Regions from separate parts of the Rattus norvegicus genome. Here region 1 is linked to region 2. A link is a contact called in public Hi-C data. All regions are on one chromosome and are shown on one strand. Each heading gives the region's core, a stretch centred on a gene start, on an enhancer-like site or on the middle of the called end of the contact. The rest is flanking DNA. Distances are from core to core; before and after follow the strand shown.

The links. Hi-C and Micro-C count contacts between places; a contact is called where the count stands out from the background.
Region 1: a Hi-C map of Schwann cells shows a contact between it and region 2, with 5 times the contacts expected there. The contact joins the enhancer-like site here to the promoter of Hivep2 in region 2. A contact is called at or near these places in 5 of 12 Hi-C or Micro-C datasets (the A7r5 cell line, Schwann cells, frontal cortex and 2 more) and 1 of 1 datasets of contacts at active chromatin or transcription factors (oligodendrocytes).

Annotation. Positions count from the first base shown.
Region 1 is chr1:10,269,842-10,272,691 of GRCr8, reverse strand. All of the region lies in intron 1 of Hivep2 (HIVEP zinc finger 2), which reads right to left. Among named protein-coding and RNA genes, the nearest start is that of Hivep2, 92 kb to the right of the region's middle. Within about 2 kb of position 1,306, at least 46 of the 93 cell types and tissues checked have an H3K27ac peak or open chromatin away from gene starts, as enhancers often do. A contact at or near this core is called in Schwann cells, where this site is marked.
Region 2 is chr1:10,177,907-10,180,875 of GRCr8, reverse strand. Hivep2 (HIVEP zinc finger 2) reads right to left here and starts at 1,474. Exons shown (of 9, transcript NM_024137.1): 1 at 1,244-1,474.

The sequences.
Region 1 (2,850 bases), core at 57-2,556, 92 kb before region 2:
CCCTCAGACCTTCTCGGTCCAGTCTCCTGGAGTGAAATGCAAATGTCCCTACCCTGACAAACCAGATACAAGCATTTCCTCATTTGACATTTGACGTACAAACAAGGACTGGAGGTTTTGTGCTTCTCTTGTAACTGTTTTCAGTTTCAGCGAAAATTTGTACAGCACAGATCACCTGTTTTCTTTCTCTCTCTCTCTCTCTTTTTTTTTAAAAAAGACATTTATTTCATGTATATGGATACACTGTAGCTGTCTTCAGACACACCAGAAGAGGGTATCAGACTTTATTTCAGATGGTTGTGAGCCACCATGTGGTTGCTGGGAATTGAACTCAGGACCTCTGGAAGAGCAGTCAGTACTCTTAACCGCTGAGCCATCTCTCCAGCCCTTCTTTCTCTTTAAAACTGAAGATGTCCAGTTATTTCTTACAGCCTTCGGTGAGCTGAGTTCTCAGTTCACAGTAACTGTTCTTTTCTTCCCTGGGCAGACTATGACATTTGGTAAAGACTGTACACCATGGCATGTCCACACCATGGGATCCTGGAAATATTTGCATGCTTCCTCTATTACTTACGAGAGGAACAAGTCGCAGCTGCTTCAGCCTGTCAGCTCTCTAAGCCTGGGACCGAGAAGGAAGGTTCTGTCCCACAGGAGTAGGAGCTCTGACCTTGCTAGCAAGAGCATCTCCCTGTGATGTTGTGGAAAGCCTCACTTGGAATGGGTACCAGCTGGACTATGCCTGTCTCTCACCCCATCTTATTTGAAAAAAAAAAAAAGTCACGTTCCCCAAGTTCGCTTTTATACCTAGCACTGGAAATCTGGACTGTGTTTCCCCTCTAGACTAATGTCACAAATGGTAATTGGCACTAGAGGCTACCCCTTCCTAAAGCTTATACAACCAGATTTAGAATTAGCCTAAGGCAACGTAATAGGAGTACCACAGAACCTGCCAACCTCGGTGGCACAGTTTCTTGCCAGATCGCCAAACTGAGGGCTCGAGTCAACAGTATAGAAAATTGTCTTTCCCAACATAGGCCACGAACGACCAGGAAGAGCTCTACGAAATAAGCAAACAAGTAAGAACAGTGAGACACATTGTCTGGAGGCGCACACAGTGACCTGGCACTGCACCGACAAGACACTCTCAATGGCTCCCGTCTTTGTCACAGGCAGCAGGGTTAGTCCAGTTACTGGCAGCAACAGGGGACAGAAAATTGAAAGGAAGACAGAAGAATTAAGTGAGTCAGAAGTGAGAGCAGTCCTTGAGGAGGGAGTCCCAGCCTTCGGGAGAGGGGGAGAGGGAATTCCTGACACAAGCCAGCAGGGAAAGTCCCCTGGTTGCGACTGCTACTCGCTCAGTCATAAAGTAGGAATACTCACTATTTAGAAATTTAACTCTCCCCTTCCTTACTTTCCTACTCTGGCATCTTAAGTTCAAGCTTCGTGCTGCTGATAAACGTCTGGTTCAGGCTGGTAGATACATGGGCTTCAGACTTCTTGGTGGCCTATGGAGGCTTACAAGCGCAGACATTTTGCCTCCCAGGGCACACTGAGCAATGGCAGGGGCTACTGCTGACTGTTAAGATTGGCAGGGCTACTGTCATCCACTGGGTAGAGGACAGGGACTTTGGGAAATATTTCTCAATGCACAAGACAGTCTCCCTACCATGAGGGGTATCAACTCCATCATAAAGGTCACACTTAGCCAAAAGAAGGCCAACCAATACCAGCATGCCATTTAAAATTATCAAAGTGTAATACCTGATCTTTAATTAAGAACATAAAATTAAGACAGCTCAGCTTCAGGAGGCTGGCAGATAGAGCATTCATCATTCTGGTGTCACCTGGATAGAACTGAAGTTTTTTTCTGTCAGGAACATGGCACTCCTATGCACAGAGCCACCATGCCACAATGGCTTCTTAAGCCATAAACTGCAACTATATTCCTCATCCAACTTCAAACGACAACCGGGAGGAGGGAGCACGCTCCCGGATGGCTGGCTTCCAGCCAATCGGTATTAAAGCAATTAATTCTCTTAGCAAAGGTCTTCCGGGGCTGCAAGGGTGAGAGAGGGTGGAAGGGTGAAGTCTGCCAGGAGGGTACAGGCTCCAGGTACACTCTGCCACAAATGGCTGCCTGACCGAGGCAGGGAATGTCAACTCTCCCGGATCCCCTCCCTCTTCGGCTGAGAGTAGGTTACCATCAACTTCCCTTACAAAGTCTCATCCACCTGGAGGAGGCCTGCTTCCTTCTCAGAGACAAGGAGGCAAGGATACTGCTCCCGAGAAAGAAGATAAAAGTGATCTGGGGAATCTTCTTGGAACCAAGCTCCTACCATCTGCAGAGCAAGACTGGAGAGCCGCCCACCCCCTCGCCCCAGCCACAATGGATTATCCCACTCCCCTCCACCCCTTCCATGCAGTGAGCTATCCCACCTACCCCCTCCAAAGCTCCAGCCCTTCCAGGCAGTGAGCTACCCCACCCACTCCCTCCACCCCTGCCAGAGAGTGAGCTATCCCACCCACCCCCTCCAAAGCTCCAGCCCTTCCAGGCAGTGAGCTACCCCACCCACTCCCTCCACCCCTGCCAGAGAGTGAGCTATCCCACCCACCCCCTCCAAAGCTCCAGCCCTTCCAGGCAGTGAGCTACTCCACCCACTCCCTCCACCCCTGCCAGAGAGTGAGCTATCCCACCCACTACCCCCCACCCCTGCCAGAGAGTGAGCTACCCCATCCACTCCCTCTATGCAGTAAGCTATCTCACTCGCCCCCACCACCTCCGATAGACAGACTGTGAGATATCCCTCAAAAGGAGGATTTTTTTTTTAAAGCTAGATTGGCCAAATCTTC
Region 2 (2,969 bases), core at 225-2,724:
AAAACAAGATATATACAAAAACAGCCCTCCTGTGAATTACTGAAGTCTTGCTTTGAGAGTGCAAGAAAGTACCTGTATAGTATTTTTTTAATAATTTGGAGTTATTTTTAAAATGGCAGAAAAGGAAAGAAGAAAAAAAATCAGTTCAATTTTCCTATTATAATGAAAGGACCGGAAGCAAGCCTCTCTGTGTTCATTTTAGGCCTAAATAACTGTGCAGAGCATAAGGGTTTTGCAATGTCAGTTGCACACACAGCTTCCTGTGTGAATTCTAAGCCATTACAGGTGTTCTGGGGTTTCCAGTGTAACCTATTATCAAGAGATTCCTCTGGTCCCTTCTATGCTAGCCCCTCTGCCCTCAGCCCAAGCACGTTACTGCGGGTCTCCTCCTGGCGTCTGTGTTACAGACCCTTTCTCTTCCCTGTGCCTCCGGAGGTGAGAGCGCCCACTTTCCCTAGGCGACGCAAGTCAAAAGCTTTCGCATTCAGAGGACTAGTTCCTGCAGTCCTTTGCACTTAGATGCTTTCAAGTAGGCGAGTGAGGCGAGCCACTGCAAGAAACGCTCCTTCCCCTCGGTCTCTTCCCCCCGCTAGAAGCTGCATCCCTGCAGCACAACATCCAGAGACCCTCTCCGACCTTCTAGCCTCCACACAAACTGAGCTTAGAGGGTTGGGGTCGCATTTTCTCCCGTCCTCTGCTGCACTGGGTATGTTATGTAAGAGGGACAGGACGCGGGAGGCACATGCGTATAAAGCGCACCGATCTGTGATAACAGCTGGGATGGCAAGGCTAATCTGGAGTCGTACCCCCACCAAATACGACAGACAAATCACCCCCACCATACACACACACACACACACACACACACACACACACACACACACACACACGCACGCACGCACATATAGAAGCTATGTTTTCCTGTCTTAGCCCTACCAGCACCAGACGCACAGAATGGAAAGGAGGGGGTTGGGGGTGAAGGGAGGTGAGAGGTGCGGCGGCAGCAGCACATCTGCTTTGATAGCAGCCAGCAGAGCCGCCGCGGCAGAGAGCCCCTCGTTAACCCCCTTCCTGTGGCTGCACCACGTCATGGAACATTCCCGGAACGGGCCAACGTTCCACCCACTTCAGGGAACAGACATAAAGGCGCAGACCCAGCTCCTCGCGGTGCACTGCCCAAACACACATGTTTCTTCCCGATCCCCCGACCAGAAGCACAAACAAGCATGCAATCCGCCCCCACCCGTCTCCACGCGCCGGGGGCCAGCCGGCGGCGGCTGGAACTGCTCTGCGGCCGGTGCACCCGCAAGGCGAGGGCGCCTCCGCCTGAACCTTCCATGGAGACAGTCCCCTCCTTCTTCGCTTCCTTCCTTCCTTCTCTCCTTCCTTCCTTCCTCGCTCCGGAGGAGAAAGGAGTCACCGAATTGCCCAGCGCCAGCGCCTCCGCCGCGCTCGCTCGGCCGCAGGCCGGCGGCCCGGCCCTTGCGGTCCGCTCGCCCGCTCGCCCGCTCGCCCGCCCGCGCCGCCCCCAGCCCCGCGCCGCGCCCCCTCCCCCGCTACCTGACAACGGGCCGCCGGCCGCGGCAGCCGCAGCGGTGGCCGGGCGGTGCGCGCCGGTGCACGTCCCTCATTAGTAACCAGGCACATTCCTGCCTCCAGCGCTCCCGCGCGGCCCCCTCCCCCCCCAGGACATTACGCAAAGCAGCCTCCCCTCATCTGCATAGAACCTCGGCCAGGGTATTCCCCGCATTTCCCAATGCGCCCGACCCCCCTTGCCTAGGTCTCCCCCATCCCCGCCCCCTCCGACCCTTACCCCTGGGCCACCGGGAAAGCGGCCGGGGGCGCGCGCCACGGAGGGGGCGATGGAGTTGGGAGAAGGCGATTTCAGGGTAAAGTGAAACAAGCTCGATCTCTGGTGCAGGCAGGAAAAACACGGCACCGAGGCCACTTACCGAGCCGAGAAGGGACCTAGATTCCCGCCGCTCTGCTCTGCCGGCGGCCGGTGCGCCCTCCACGCACCCCAGGGCTGCACCCAGTACCCAAGAGTCGAGGCGTGGAGGGAGGCTGCTACCCAGCCAGGAGACCTTTCAAGTTGCTCGAGCTCCGGCAAGCTTCAATGTCCAAGACTCAACTTGGCAAATACTTGTGCCACAGTCACCGAAGATGTCTTTTTTTTTTCTTTTTCCTTTTTCTTTCTCTTTTTGAGGAGACCCTCCTCCACCGGGGAGAGACAGCGCACGGCGGCGCCCCGCTCTCCAGCTCTCCACCCCCTCACCTCCAGCCCGCCTCCCGCCGGCCGCCAGCCTCCCGGCCGCGAGCCCCTCGGGCGGCTGTCAGCTCCCGGCAGTCCGGGTGACAGCGGCCGAAGGAGGGCGCGACGCGGCGGGCGGTGGGGGGGATCCTCGCAGCCGCGGCGGCCGCTCACCTGTAAAGTCACAGCAGCGCAGGAGGAGGAAGAGGAGGGAGAGGAGGAGGGGAGGAAAGCCCCCCGATGCCCTTGTTCTTGCTGCCGCGGCCGCTCCTCGCCCAGGCTGAGCGTGTCTGGTGGGGGGTGTCTGGTAGCATTTCCTTAAGGACAGAGGGAGGGCGGGCGCGGAGGGAGGGAGGAGGGAGGGAGGCGATCCCCACCGCCAGCCCAGGCTCCTCTTGCCTTTATTTATATATTTATTTATTTTCGGACACTGTTAGGAGATGGAGCCAGGGCGGGGGCCAGGGCGGCCAAGCTGGGGCTCGAGCCGCCGGGACCCGGGCCGCAGTTTGTCGGCGTGAGGGAGCCGCAGCGGCCGCCTCCCCTCCGGGCTGTGGACGCACCGGGTTATTCCTGGCAGCGCCTCCCCGAACAGAAGTTACTAGGAGGAGTGCGCGGCGAGGGCGGGCGGGGGAGAGGCGAGGGAAGGGAGGGAGGAAGAGGGAGAGACTCAGCCAGCGACGTCATCGGATCCCCCAGCGCGTCCCTGGGAGGGAGGCTG